Linked DNA regions of Ovis aries: region 2 is linked to region 1. A link is a contact called in public Hi-C data. All regions are on one chromosome and are shown on one strand. The core of a region is the stretch at or near the end of the contact, and the rest is flanking DNA. Distances in the headings are between cores, read along the strand shown.

Evidence for each region. A called contact is a pair of places that touch in the nucleus more often than the background predicts.
Region 2: a Hi-C map of hypothalamus shows a contact between it and region 1, with 4 times the contacts expected there. The contact joins the enhancer-like site here to the promoter of DAAM1 in region 1. A contact is called at or near these places in 3 of 16 Hi-C or Micro-C datasets (hypothalamus, skin fibroblasts and tail adipose tissue).

The regions. Positions count from the first base shown.
Region 1 is chr7:69,527,774-69,531,462 of ARS-UI_Ramb_v3.0, forward strand. It overlaps DAAM1 (dishevelled associated activator of morphogenesis 1), which reads left to right and starts at 2,216. Exons shown (of 25, transcript XM_060418108.1): 1 at 2,216-2,315.
Region 2 is chr7:69,745,686-69,749,013 of ARS-UI_Ramb_v3.0, forward strand. The region is part of intron 6 of L3HYPDH (trans-L-3-hydroxyproline dehydratase); the gene reads right to left. Among named protein-coding and RNA genes, the nearest start is that of GPR135, 44 kb to the right of the region's middle. Within about 2 kb of position 1,501, at least 10 of the 54 cell types and tissues checked have an H3K27ac peak or open chromatin away from gene starts, as enhancers often do. A contact at or near this core is called in hypothalamus, where this site is marked.

The DNA.
Region 1 (3,689 bases), core at 966-3,465:
TCTAAACACAATGGCTTACTTTCAGTATTTATTATCTATATTTATATCTGTTTAATAGTAAGGGCAGCTCATGTGTATATCCACACATTTCTGTACTTATAATCTAGTGTGTATGATGTCCTCTATATAGAAAAATGATATATGTAATACAGCACATCCCTATAATATTAATTGCTATAGAGAATGGAATTTTTTCTTTCATCCTCCCCTTCATTACTGAAGACGAAAGAGAACTTGCTGAAGGGTGATTTACCCTGTAGAGTTACTCCTCAGAGTATATCTCAATACTGTAATAGACTCTTATCTGTAAGGCTAAGTCTTGCCTTTTAAAGAATCTCCACATCCAATTTGACTCAATAAATTTCAGGCTTAATGATTATATTTCCATCTAAAAGCTTTACACAGTGACAAGATTGGAAGAGCTTTAAGAATCATCCCAGGTCAAGTTTCTTTCTGAATATTTCCCCACAATGAACTTCAATACATTAAGTCTACCCATTAGCTAGAATATCACTGATTGTACTCTTGATCTGTTGGCCAGTGGAACATTTGTATTGTCTAGGTTCCTTTTAAAACAATATTTGGAATGGGTGGAATAGCTCAGAATAGGAGAGCAATACTCAAAGTCATCTTCCTTCAGTGGAGAAAAATGTGTCTGGCTGTAAGAAACTGGCTTGTTAAAAGAAAATCAGAATTTAGTGCTAAAATCTCTCCCTCAGAAAAACAAAACATTTCTCTCTTTCCTGAGAGCCTCAGTTAGTTCCATGAATATTTTTCTCTTGAACCCCATTATTCTTGCACAATGATATGAGAAAATAAGAGTGATAAGACTTTCACCAACAATTAGGTGGAGAATTGTTTGAAATTTTGTGATTCCCCGCCCCCTCCCCACAAACCGTGGTCTTCTAGACATTCTGCTAGTGGAAACAGGGGTGTGAACTAATCCTTAAATGTGACTAAGATATTGAATGCCATTACAATTTACCTTTACAACTGGAATAACTGGATGTATTGATTTATTTTTCATTTAAAAAGACACCTAAAGATTTACTCTCAATGTTACTTTTTCATAACGTTTGGTGATCATTGAGTAATATAAAGTGCCATGGGAAAAATATACATATTAAAAATAAAATTTTCCTGAAGGTTCGGAATTCCACATACCTTTTGCTTACTTTAAATTAAACATATAAGTTATTAATATCACAGTAATTCCTGAACAGCATGATGTGTTGTTTGGCTGAAGTCATACAAAAATTTGAAGAGTATGGTATATACATTGAGCGGAAAGTGTGTGCATTTAAGAGTACATGTATACATATGTGTTATTTATTAAAACTTCAGGCAAGGATGTTGTCTTCCTGCAAATTCAGAGCCCTGAGAGCGGGAAGTCTGCTGCAGAGAAGAACAAAAGCATGGCTGCGCGATAGTATTATCTCTGCAGCAGCAGCAGGCTCCCTGACGAAGGGCTGCGGCGACTATCTAGTCTGTTACACTGCATTTTTATTACTGACACCCTGCGTTATTCTGTCAGCTCAGCCGACTAAGCTGTTCCCCGAGTTCTGGCTGGTCACCCTGACTCCGTTAAATGGGAGAAGGAAAGAGAAGGCAGGTGATTTGTACCAACTGGGGCACGGGGAGATTTCTTTCCTTCGGGGTCAGTGTCCTTCATCGTCCGGGACTTGGGGAATTCCAGGATCACATTTAACCCAGAAACCAGAGTGTCCTATTCGTTAGTTGCTGCGCAGAGGGAAGACAGTGAAAGGCTTAATCTCTTCCCAGCTGGGGCCAATAGAGCTGGGTTGGTCAGAGTTGCCTGGCTGATGTGCAGTAGCCTGGACCCTGCTGGTCCCTCAGAGACCGCACGGGGCCTAGAGGAGGTCAAGTCAAAGGGCACGACCTCAGGGAGCTTCCCCCCCAACTCTTGCCCGCGCAGTCCGCAACTCGGCTCCTGAACGACCACCGCTACTACTGCAAGGCTGGAGGGCGGGGAGGGGGCGGGTCGCGGAGGGGGCGGGAATAGGGGCGGGGACGAAGAGGCTCTGAAGTTTGTTGGGAAGTGTAGTTTTCAGAACCTCAGAAGCGTAGCTATCCAGGCTCTGCTTGTGGAGTGTTAACTACGATTCCCAGGAGTACACGGGCCCAGCCCGGGAGTCCATGCGCAGTGGGCGCCACATTGTATCCTATCAGGCGAGGAGAGGGTGATGTCACCTGCGAGTTGGTAACCTACGAGCGGCTGTGAAGGAAACTGTTTAACCGGATCCCATTGTACCCGGAGCGCAGAGCCGCCTTTTCAGCATGCAGGGGCTGCTCAGGTAAGGGGGACGTGCCGCGTCGCCCGCCGCACTCATTCATTAAGAGGCACCGCGCGGTGGCGCGGGGGTGGGCGCGCTTCTTCGCGGCCCGGTGCTGGGTTCGCAGCACGCCCTCCCGCTGTCTTCCCGGAGCTCCCGGGCCAGTAGGTAAATATTAAACCCGTCCTTCAGGTTGGGTCTGGGTGGGAACAGGACCTAGACAGCTCCCAGCTGCCAAGCTGGGTTTGGGAAAATGGCTGCAAGCGCGGCTCAAAGCAAGGCGAGTCCGGGGGAAGGCGCCCCGAGGACAGAGTTGCCTCCCTTCTTTCTTTCTGAGGCGCTTGGACGCCAAGAGAGCCAGCAGGGTACCACTCGCCGCCTTGCTGATGACACGCTGGGGCTCTGGGGCTCTTGGCCTCTGCTGGGTGCTGCGGGCACTGCTACTGTCGGGAGTTGCTGGCCCGGGAGGCTCTGGAAGGGAGAATCCCGAGGTAGGCTTGTTAGAGTGGTAACCGAAGAGGCGGGACTCATTTACTGGTTCGCGTCCCAGCAGAATCCCCGCTATCCCGGGGACCCTCGCCTCAAGACTCATTCGACAGGGATGGGGTGACTGTAATTTAGGCGAAGTTGGAAGCTCAAGGTCTCAAATGAGAAAGAGGAGGGAAACCCACGTTGCGGAAAGAGCGAGGGGTTGTTTGCGGACATCGGTGAGGGGAGGCTGCGCAGCCTGCGGACCGGGTTCGAGGCGCCACAGGGCGATCCAGCCTCCCGTCCCTTTGGGTAGGGCACACCTTGGTGCCCCTTGCACTGATGGCTCACTTGACCAGGAGCACTTGAGCTAGGACGAAGCCTCTGCCCGGAGCGCTGGCTGGGCGGTGGTAAAGCGGTGGGGAGAGTTGAATAATCTAATGATAACAGTCGCAGTGGAACAGAAGGGCTGGGTGATCGGTTTTCACAGCTAGTGGTGAAAATCCAACTGCTTGTGATCCGCATTGAGACGTGTGCGAGGCCCATGAACTCTATATAATAAAGTCCTCTGGATATCCTTTCCCTAGCACCCTTATCCTTTCTCTTACTCATTCATCAAACCTTTGCTAAAGGCTCTGTTCTCAAGTTGCTCTCAGCCTGCGATTGGGGTATTCTGCCTCTCGTTCCTATAAAATATTTTAGTGGACCCAGGGATCGAATACACTTCAACCGTCGTTCACTACCGAGCCCCTCACCCTTCGCCCCCTATCTCCAGGATGCTCAAGGAGAGTATTAAGAGTAAATGCCACCCATGACCGTTTTGCTCCCGTTGAGCTAGTAGTTTCCCCAGGCTCGGGAAGGACCTAGTGAATTGAAGCGGAGTTTGCCTGCAAGATGAATCCTGTTGCCATGGCGACTCCTGTCGTC
Region 2 (3,328 bases), core at 251-2,750, 220 kb after region 1:
ATCATATTTCCCACCTCTGACCCTTCTTGCCCTTCTAACTTCTTTCCATCCTTCAGGACTAAGCAAGGTGCTGAGTCCTAGGAGAATTCTCCCAGTCTCAGCCCCCACGCTCACCCCCCTAGTCTGTTGCTGTCTCTCCCATGAGTCCTCGTAACCCTTCCCAGCATGCTTCTTGGTGGTGTTACGGAAAGGTTAAACTTGAGCCCGCTGGAGCCAACTCCATATTCAGTTTCTATCACTTCATCTTGCTGTCTGTGACTCTGGGAAAAATCATTCAAGCTTAACAGCCCTCAGTTCCCACGTATGTAAACTGGAGCCTGTAATAGTACCTTCCTGACAGATGGTTATGGAGATTAAATGAGATAATATTTATAAAAGCTCATTCTTAGTTTTCAATCATTCTTTTCAAAGTATCTCACTTCTGACTGTTGATACATGTAGATTATTTTAAAACCAAGACAGAAACTGATAGTGTACTACTAAAGAATAACAATGCTCTTATGCTAAAACTTACAACCACATTTACTTGGAAAGGCCAGGACCAGACAGGTACTGTAACTGCCTTGATTCCAAAGGTATTTAGGGATGGGCTCAAGTTTCACATTCTCTTAGGCACTAGGGCCTTCTACTTTCTCTAGGAAAGAGAATGAATGCTTTGCCAGTCGCCAGTCCTGGGTCCTCTGGCTGGTGCTAAAGTCAGTTTGGTGGGAACACCATTAACTTCTTCATGGGAAAGGTGGAATTGGCCAGCACCCAGTTTCTACCTCCCAGTTTTGCTGGGGTTCTGACTGGGCCTGGGCAGGAGAATCCAATGAGGCATGAGCTGAGGTTGCAGTTTTTCCCCAAAGTGTAGTAGCCAACAGGCCTCTGTTCTACCTTGATGCAAGCACTCAACATTTAGCTTGTGCTAGAGAATGCAAGGTCCAATGGGGTCATAAAACATTATTCCAAAAGAGATTATTCCCACCCCTCAACTAATTCCTTCTACCACACACAGAGACAAGGAAAATCAAGCCAACAGCATGGAACTTCTCCAGAGAGCCTTCTGACCACCATGTGTGCAGGCCTCAAATAGAGCCATGGGGACCTCAGTATTCGGGGAAGGTACGGGCGCAGAAGAAAGATGCATGAATGTGTTTTGTTTCAATTTTCTTTTCACCAGGCCTATCCTTGACTTTTCACAGATTTCCCAGCAGAAGATCAGGGTGGATGATGACATGAGAGAAAAATGCTCCACTGTGGCCAGTTCCTGTTCCTCCGGAGAGCCATTCACATGCACATGGACAGGCAGCCAAGAGACTCAGTTGCCTCCCACAGTGGCTGGGGAGGTCGTGCTGCTCCCCAGGAGTGGGGATGGAGTGACCTCTGTGTCTCCATCCTCCAGGAGGATGCAGCTCATTCTGGCCTCTGTCCAGTGCAGCCTGTCACCTCACATGGCCTCACTGAGGCCAGCCAAGTTCCTGCCAATTAGCATCAGCTGGCTACATAATGCCCTCTTGTGCCTCCTTCCAAGAAGGCCAACTCTTGACACTCCCACGACAGGGCTGTGAAATTACTAGGAAAAGTGGGGCAGGGAGAGCGCTGTTTTTGTGCTTTTTGTTTGCTTTAATGTGACAAGTTTTTTGGCCTTGCTCAAAAGAGATCTCCCCTTGAGGAAAAAGCAAGAGGACCTGAATATGCAAAGGCAGGCTAAAATATACTATGTCCAGAGAAACTTTCTTCCAGAAGAATACAGTGAGCATGACTCACACTCTCTGGGATGTTTTATTTTCTAAGAACAAATCTATAGGATCACAAAATCAGACCACATGCAAGCATTTTGCATGCATTTGCCATCATCGTTAGGTGTTATAAGTATATTTTATCTAAGATATTACAACCAGGCTATGAGAGCCTTCACTTTTCATTCTTCCATACTAGTGCCCTTCCTGCCTGACATGTAGAAAGATAATTAATATGCTGGTCCTGCAGGAAAGGAAATTGTCTTCCAAACTATTAATGAGAGATGTTTTAGCCTTTTTTAAATTAGTGAAAGACACAATTTTCATTAAAAAAAATTAGTATCAGCTTGCAATGATTCACTAGAAAGTTCAAAAAGAGTACATATTGGCTTAAATGGTTGGCTTCTGAATATATTTTATGTATTTGAACAAATTTATTTCTAATTCTGAATTTAATTTTTGCCTAGGATAGTGGGAAGTCAAGTTATTTTCTACAAAATAATCAGTAAAATCGATGAAGGCAGCCATGAAATTAAAAGATGCTTACTCCTTGGAAGAAAAGTTATGACCATCCTAGATAGTATATTCAAAAGCAGAGACATTACTCTGCTGACTAAGGTCCATCTAGTCAAGGCTATGGTTTTTCCAGTAGTCATGTATGGCTGTGAGAGTTGGACTGTGAAGAAGGCTGAGTGCTGAAGAATTGATGCTTTTGAACTGTGGTGTTGGAGAAGACTCTTGAGAGTCTCTTGGACTGCAAGGAGATGCAACCAGTCCATTCTGAAGGAGATCAGCCCTGGGATTTCTTTGGAAGGAATGATGCTAATGCTGAAACTCCAGTACTTTGGCCACCTCATGCGAAGAGTTGACTCATTGGAAAAGACTTTGATGCTGGGAGGGATTGGGGGCAGGAGAAGAAGGGGACGACAGAGGATGAGATGGCTGGATGGCATCACGGACTCAATGGACGTGAGTCTGAGTGAATTCCAGGAGTTGGTGATGGACAGGGAGGCCTGGCATGCTGCAATTCGTGCGGTCACAAAGAGTCGGACACGACTGAGTGACTGAACTGAACTGAACTGAAGTTGATTTCACACTTTTTTTCTCTAACAAAGGAAACCTTATTTAAATAAAATCTTGCTTAAAAGCCCTATAAATAAAATGATTTTTTTAAAAAATGGAGCAGCTTTGGCAGAAGCAGAGGAGGGGGGCCTGCGCCTAGCTCTCTTATCTGTCATGTCCACCCCATAGTGACACCAAGTATGCTCTGAAGACAGCTGCTAAAATAAGCATATTCAAAGATGCTCACCATCACTAACCATTAAGGAAATTCAGGTGAAAACCATGAGGTATCACTGAACACCTATCAGAACCCCAAATACTGGCAAGTAGAGCAAGAAACAAGATCACTCATACCCTCCTCATGGGAACAAAAAATGGTGCACCTACTCTGGAAACTAACTTGGCAAAAACTAAACGTGCAACTACTAAACAATTCAATAATTGCACTCCTGAATTTAAGTGACAAATTTACACACAAGGTTGTACACAAGTGTTCAGTTCACATGAGCTCCATTTGTAATAGTTCTCAAATGGAAACAACCAAG